2 separate regions of the Pan troglodytes genome follow, and region 1 is linked to region 2. The links are chromatin contacts, called in public Hi-C maps. All regions are on one chromosome and are shown on one strand. Each heading gives the region's core, a stretch centred on a gene start, on an enhancer-like site or on the middle of the called end of the contact. The rest is flanking DNA. Distances are from core to core; before and after follow the strand shown.

Evidence for each region. A called contact is a pair of places that touch in the nucleus more often than the background predicts.
Region 1: a Hi-C map of induced pluripotent stem cells shows a contact between it and region 2, with 2.1 times the contacts expected there. The contact joins the enhancer-like site here to the promoter of APOBEC3C in region 2. A contact is called at or near these places in 3 of 7 Hi-C or Micro-C datasets (blood, induced pluripotent stem cells and stem cell-derived neural progenitor cells).

Annotation. Positions count from the first base shown.
Region 1 is chr23:41,121,385-41,125,521 of NHGRI_mPanTro3-v2.0_pri, forward strand. No RefSeq gene overlaps it. Among named protein-coding and RNA genes, the nearest start is that of APOBEC3H, 23 kb to the left of the region's middle. Within about 2 kb of position 2,682, at least 2 of the 24 cell types and tissues checked have an H3K27ac peak or open chromatin away from gene starts, as enhancers often do. A contact at or near this core is called in induced pluripotent stem cells, where this site is marked.
Region 2 is chr23:41,015,211-41,018,876 of NHGRI_mPanTro3-v2.0_pri, forward strand. It overlaps APOBEC3C (apolipoprotein B mRNA editing enzyme catalytic subunit 3C), which reads left to right and starts at 1,833. Exons shown (of 4, transcript NM_001251910.2): 1 at 1,833-1,890; 2 at 3,108-3,264. The coding sequence starts at 1,874.

The sequences.
Region 1 (4,137 bases), core at 1,432-3,931, 110 kb after region 2:
AGGAGTTTGAGACCAGTCTGGCCAAGATGGTGAAACCCTATCTCTACTAAAAATACAAAAATTAGCCAGGTGTGGTGGTGCACGCCTGTAATCCCAGCTACTCAGGAGGCTGAGGCAGGAGAATCGCTTGAACCCGGGTGGTAGAGGTTGCAGTGAGCCAAGATGGCACCACTGCACTCCAGCCTGGGCGACAGAGCGAGACTCCGTCTCAAAAAAAAGAAAAGAAAGAAAGAAAGAAAAAAGCCAAAATGAAATAAACTGCATTCAAAAAAAGAAATTATACACAATATATTTTCATTTGTTCATTTAAGTGAGAGAGAGAGATAGTGTGTGTCTGTGTGTGTGTGTGTGTGTGTGTGTGTGTGTGTAATATAGAGAAATTCTTAGTGGTCAGTAAAACAACAACATATTTAGGTAGGATGATGTAAAAAGTCAAGTCAGAGGTATTTATATACTTAGAAATGCTTTTCTGCTCTGCCACCAAAAATAATAATAACTAAGAAGAAGAATCAATATTAGGCTGGGCACAGTGGCTCATGCCTGTAATCCCAGCACTTTGGGAGGTAGAGGTTGGAGGATCGCTTGAGGCCAGGAGTTTGAGACCAGCCTGAGCAACATGGAGAGACCGCAGCTCTATTTTGTAAAAGTTAAAAATAAATAAATAAATATAAAGAATAAATTTCAGGGGCCCTCTAGTGGCTGCACATCATTTTCCTCCACTCTGACAGGTACCCCACTAGCACCTCTATGACAAAGAGAAACTTAGTCCCGGATGCCAGAAATAAACATTGTTATCATGATTTAAAGAGACACAGCCTGACGACGAAAGGTCTCCGTTTAAATCTCCTTGGTTTGTGCAACTCTGTAAAGAATCAATCATTAGATTGCTCAGATCCCGCCATCTTGATCAGTCTGAAATACTGTATTTGTGTGTGTCTGGCCTGCTAGTTAAGATGTCTGGAGTGTTCAAAAGAATCAGTCTAGATTTATAATACTAGATTTATAATTAATCAAATTAATAATGTTTAAATGCTTAAGGAAAATTGATTTTCAGAGTTATATTACTTGAATAAATCGAGCAATAAAGTACCAATGTTAATGAGTATTCCTCTCCATACACAAAAATATTTTGAATAAAGCAACTATTAAAAAATCTGTTTTATTACTTAAAATTTTTTTTTTTTTTTTTTTGAGACGGAGTCTCACTCTGTCGCCCAGGCTGGAGTGCAGTGGAGCCATCTCGGCTCACTGCAAGCTCGGCCTCCTGGGTTCACGCCATTCTCCTGCCTCAGCCTCCTGAGTAGCTGGGACTATAGGCACCCGCCACCACGCCTGGCTAATTTTTTGTATTTTTAGTAGAGACAGGGTTTCACCGTGTTAGCCAGGATTGGTCTCGATCTCCTGACCTCGTGATCCGCCCACCTCGGCCTCCCAAAGTGCTGGGATAACAGGCGTGAGCCACAGCGCCCGGCCATTATTACTTAAAATTAAGATCGCCTGCAAGTAACTGAAGCCTCAAAGCCAGAGGCCAAAACCAGACAGAAGCAGGCCCTCTGAGGATGGCCATGCATTTGTTCACCTTACAACCCCAGGTGAACCGGACATGCACAGTGTCAGCTGGATGATCAGACAGACAGGGGAAAAGTGAGCCCCCAAATGGACAGGTGAGAGGCATAGGCTCTTCCTCTCTGGCAAAGCGCTCTCCCTCCAGCAAGGCAGGGACGATGGCCTGCACTCCCGCTGGCCTGACTGCCCTGGCCTGGCCATCAACCGGAACCTGGCCCTCCTTCTCCAGAGGAGACCTCCCCGCATCCCCCCAGCCACATGGCTTCCTTGAAAGATTCCCACCCCCTGTCTGTGGTGGGCAGGGACCCAAATCCCACCACACCCTCCCAAAGTCAGAATGGACCCGGTGAGGCCAGGAGAGATGGCTCACACCTGTAATCCCAGCACTTTGGGAGGCTGAAGCGGGCAGATCGCTTGAGCTCAGGAGTTTGAGACCAGCCCGGGCAACATGGTGAATCCCCATCTCTACCAAAAATACAAAAAACTAGCCAGCGTGGTGGTGGGCACCTGTAGTCCCAGCTACTTGGGAGGCTGAGGTGGGAGGATCACCTGAGCCCAGGAGCTCAAGGCCGCAGTGAGCGCAAATGGTACCACTGCACTCCAGCAGGGGCAACCAGAGTAATATTCTGCCTCAATAAATAAATTAATTAATTAATAAGAACGGATCCAGTGAGGTGAGAAAGCACCGAAGCCACTGGAGGAGGCCAGCGGAGGAGCACAAGGAGGCAGGAGGCAGGGGGTGCAGGGGCAGGCGGGGCTCAGAGCCATCGGATTCCATCTAAAAGGCAGGGCCCAAAGGTGCAGTCAAGAGGAGGACAGGGAGGTCCTGGGGGTCCGGGGGTGGGGCAGCTTCTTCCCCGCTTTCCCATGGGATTTATTTTCAGGACAGCTGGGCAATTTGGGGAGCCGGGAAGGCTGCACCTGCCCCACCCCAGGCCAGCCGGGCCGCCTCCCTCCCCTGCTCCACCTTCTTGGGGTGCTGCTCTTCCTCTCCCTCTCCCTCTCCCTCTCATGGCACCCGGCCCTTGGGGCCTGCTTCCTCTGTGCCTCCTCCCTCTCAGGACAGTGGAAGAGGCGTCCGCCTTCCCCTGCCCCCAGCGACCGCCGTCCCCTCCTCTCCCCGCGTGCCTGCATTCCTTCCTCTTTCCTTCTGCAGCTTTTCTCTCTTGCCCCCTCCCCTCCCCTCCAGCTTCACAGGAACTTTCCCGCGCCTGCTTTCCTTCGTGCTGTATGGCTTTTCTTTCCAGGAGGCATCTGGACGGAACAGTGAAGCGGCCAGGGATGGGGGGGTGCGGAGGGGGTCGGGGAGGGGGGGGGAGGGCAGTGAAGCGGGGAGGGGGGCGGTGAAGCGTGGGGGACTGTGAAGCGCGGCGCTGACAGGGGATCTCCAGGCAATGAGCTCTCCCAGGGCACCGGCCAGAAGCCACGCCTTCCAGGAATGGGCCACGGACCGGCCTCAGATGGCTAGCTGTGGCCACCTGCCCAGGCGAGCTACAGGGAAGAAGACGGTGGCTTCCAAGTGTGCCCCCAGCCTTTTCAGGGCCTGTAAGGTCCACGGTTCTCATCATCATGTTTAAGATGTTGTCTTCCCACTCTCATGTTCTCACAACGAACTGCGGAATTTTCCAGAGGCTGCATGCCATGCAATACTGCAACAGGTTTTTACGCAGGAGATATGAGAATCCACCTAACTATTAAGCCAAACAAAAAAGAGGCAACGGGGCGTGGGGGGGACACGGCGGGGAGTAAAGCAATGCCAGCTCTCCTCACTGAATCTTTTTGTTTTGGAAAATATATTTTTCATAAAATGTGTTACTTATGTTAACAGGTAATGGCTTCAGGCCCAGTGTGGTGGCTCACGTCTGTAATCCCAGCACTTTGGGAGGCTCAGGTGGATCACCTGAGGTCGGGAGTTTGAGACCAGCCTGGCCAACATGGCGAAACCCCATCTCTTCTAAAAACACAAAAATTAGCTGGGTGTGGTGGTGGGCACCTGTATTCCCAGCTACTCGGGAGGCTGAGGCAAGAGAATGGCTTGAATCCAGGAGGCAGAGTTTGCAGCCGAGATCGCACCACCGCACTCCAGCCTGGGCAACAGAGCAAGGCTGTCTCCAAAAATAAATAAATAAATAAACAAACATATATATATACACATATATATGTATATGTATGTATATATGTATATATGTATATATGTGTATATATGTATATATGTATGTATATATGTATATATATGTATATATATGAGAAATTTAAAAATATCTAATTCATTAAAAAATAATGAAGCCATTACTTTTTTTTTTTTTTTGGGGGGAGAGTCTCGATCTTGTCGCCTAGGCTGGAGTGCAGTGGCGGGATCTCGGCTCACTGCAACTTCCACCTCCTGGGTTCAAGTGAATCTCCTGGCTCAGCCTCCCAAGTAGCTGGGATTACAGGCACCTGCCACCATGCCTGGCTAATTTTTGTATTTTTAGTAGACATGGGGTTTCACCATGTTGGTCAGGCTGGTCTCAAACTCTTGACCTCAGGTGATCCACGTGCCTCGGCCTCCCAAAGTGATGGGATTACAGG
Region 2 (3,666 bases), core at 583-3,082:
ATCTTTCTTCCCCACACAAGAACAAACTCCCCTTAAAGGAATCTATTTAGGAAGATTATTTCAAGGATACAATGTACATTCATTCCTCCAAAATATGCTTAGATGAACTTAAATAATCAGAAAGTTGTGTGTGTATGTGTTTCACATTTTCTTGGTCCACATGGAACACCTTGAGAGGTCCCTGTAGGCCGTGAGCCTGTTTGTAGACACCTGCTTCCCCCGCTTGATGTCGCAGACATCGCAGTCCCTGATGTAGGGTCTGGCCTATGGGGCTTAGTGGGTGCTCTCCCCGTGTGTGGAGATGAGAAATCGTAAAAAGTAAAGACACAAGACAAAGAGATAAAGCGAAAACAGCTGGGCCCGGGGGACCACTACCATCAAGACACGGAGATGGGTAGTGGCCCCAAATGGTTGCGTGCACTGTTATTTATTGCATACAAGACAAGGGGGGCAGGGTAAGGAGGGTGAGTCGTCCAAGTGATTGATAAGGTCGAGCAAGTCACGTGATCATAGGACAGGGGGCCCTTCCCTTATAGGTAGCCGAAGCAGAGAGGGAAGGCAGTATACGTCAGCGTTTTCTTCTATGCACCTATCAGAAAGATCAAAGACTTTAAGACTTTCACTATTTCTTCTACCGCTATCTTCTAAGAACTTCAAAGAGGGACCAGGAGTACAGGAGGAAAGTGGACAAGGAGCGTGACCCTTGAAGCACAGCACCACAGGGAGGGGTTTAGGCCTCCGGATGGCTGCAGGCAGGCCTGGATACTATCCAGCCTCCCACAAGAAGCTGGTGGAGCTGAGCGTTCCCTGACTCCTCCAAGAAAAGGGAGACTCCCTTTCGTGGTCCGCTAAGTAACGATGCCTTCCTAGGCACTGGCGTTACCGCCTGACCAAGGAGCCCTCCAGTAGCCCTTATGTGGGCGTGACAGAGGGCTCACCTCTTGCATTCTTGGTCACTTCTCACAACAGCCCTTCAGCACCTGACCCTATACCCACCGGTTATTTCTTGGTTATATTAGTAATACCATAAAGAGTAATATTAAAAGCTAATGATTAATAATGTCTACACTAATGATTGATAATGTCCATGATCATCTCTGTATCTAATTTGTATTATAACTATTCTTATTGTAAGTATATTCTTTATTATACTGAAACAGTTTGTGCCTTCAGTCTCTTGCCTCAGCACCTAGGTAATCCTCCGCCCACATCTCTGAGGGGCTGACCTGCCCCCCACCTTCTGGAAGCTGGGAGGTTGGAAGAGGGGATGCGTGCGATGGACTCAGCACACAGCTGGGAACTCGAGGCACACCTAAGCCTTCGCTTGTGCTGTGCGGAGTCCACACTTCCTTCCCCACTGGGGTCTCAAAACCTCCCCTCACTCAACAGGGTGGTGCTGCTCAAAGATCTGGGCACACATTAGGGCTGGGGAGGGGGTGGTGGAGAGGGGGCTCCAGCCTGCCCAACCACCAGGCAACGGGACACCTGCCCCTCTCTCAGCTGGGTCTGGACCCGCCTCCCAGGCTCAGGCTGCAATGCCTTTCTCTTTCTCTTTCTCTTCTTTTTGCAGTTCCGTTGGGTCCTGCCCAGGACAGATAAAGACAGAGCAGCCTGTCTTTATCGGAGGTTCCTCTGCCAGTAGGAGGGGCCCGGAGAAAACCAGAAAGAGGGCCAGAGCCAGAGAAACATGAAGCACCCCGGGGCCTCCCACACCAGTGCCTGAGCAGGAATGGGGAGGGGCCATGATTCACAAGGCCCTGGGAGGTCACTTTAAAGAGGGCTGCTCAACTGCAAGGACGCTGTAAGCAGGAAGAGAAGCCACAGCGCTTCAGAAAAGAGTGGGACAGGGACAAGCGTATCTAAGAGGCTGAACATGAATCCACAGATCAGGTACCTCTGCCCGCTTTGTCTGCCAGGCCCCTCCTGCCACTTCCTGCCAGGCGGTCCTGCTGGGCCTCAGCCCTGGCCTCCCCCTGCCCCAGCCCCACCTCTGGGGTCCCTCCCCCCTGGTTCCCCCGCTGCCCCCACTCCCAGCCAAGCTCCTTGCCCTGCTGTGTGGTCCCCCGACTGCTGCTTCTGAATGGGCCACCTTCCCCACTTGCCCCAGCCCAGTCCGCCTGCTGAGACTCTCCCCCGAAAATCATGCCCGGGCTGGTGCTTCCCGCCCTGGGAGGGTGCTTCCTCTGTGTGCTTCCCACCATTCCTGGGAGCTCTGGAACTGGGAGAATTGAACCAAAGGATGATTTGAGCAATCAGGCATTTCGTTCTCAGCGCTTTGGTGCAATTTCTGTAAGATTTACTTCGTTTCAATACAAAGTCTTAGGAGAGGGTGTGGGGGAGGGAATGGTCTCTGTACCAGAAAATAAGTCACTTCTTCCAAAGATGCCTCCACTGTGAGCAGAGGAGGATGCACACGACCCCAGACACAGGCTCCTCCTCCGTGAGCACCGTTCACCTTTTAGAATGACACCTGCAACATGGAGTGTAGGAAAAAATATGATGATCAGGAGAAATGCTCTTATTTTAGGCCAGGCATGGTGGCTTATGCCTGTAATCCTAGCACTTTGGGAGGCTGAGGCGGGCGGGTCACTTGTGGTCAGGAGTTTGAGACCAGCCTGACTAACATGGTGAAACCTCGTCTCTACTGAAAATACAGAAAATTAGCCAGGGGTGCTGGCGGGCGTCTGTAATCCCAGCTACTTGGAAGGCTGAGGCAGGAGAATCCCTTGAATCCGAGGGGTGGGGGTTGCAGTGAGCTGAGATTGCAAACTCCAGCCTGGGGGACAGAGCGAGATGCCGTCTTTAAAAAAAAAAAAAAAAAAAAGTAGCAGAAAAACTGGGAGGTTGAGGGTGTTCCATTGGTAGCCCCAGAGCTGGGGTTCCAGCTAGGAGAGGTCACCCCGGCCCTGCTGCCCCTGCCAGCGTCCCCTCCTCTTTCTCTCTCCCCGTCTTCCTGCCTGGGAAAGCAGCAGACATTCTCAGGGCTGTGGAGGGATGGGGGAGGCCCAGAGCCCAGGGCCGTCCAGGCAGTTGTGTTCAGTGGGCATCAGCCCTGAGGACTCCGGTGCGGGGGTCTCTGCATTGGGGTTTCTCTCTTGTGCCTTCAGAAACCCGATGAAGGCAATGTATCCAGGCACATTCTACTTCCAATTTAAAAACCTATGGGAAGCCAACGATCGGAACGAAACTTGGCTGTGCTTCACCGTGGAAGGTATAAAGCGCCGCTCAGTTGTCTCCTGGAAGACGGGCGTCTTCCGAAACCAGGTAGCACCAAAGTCCTAATTACACCCTAAATAGGAGCTAAGCAGCTGGGAATGCAGAAAACGCAACAATAAGTGATGTGCCCGGCCTGGGCTCTCCTGTGTACACTTTCCTGCCACATTTCTATTTTTTTTTTTTTTTTTTTTTTTTAGATGGAGTCTCGCTCTGTCACCCAGGCTGGAATGCAGTGGTCCGATTTCAGCTCACGGCAACCTCTGCTTTCCAGGTTCACGTGATTCTCCTGCCTCAGTCTCCCGAGTAGCTGGGATTACAGGCGCCTGCCACCATGCCCAGCCAATTCTTTTGTATTTTTAGTAGAAACAGGATTTCGCCATGTTGGCCAGGCTGGTTTCGAACTCCTGACCTCAAGTGATCCACCAGCCTTGGCGTCCCAAAGTGCTAGGA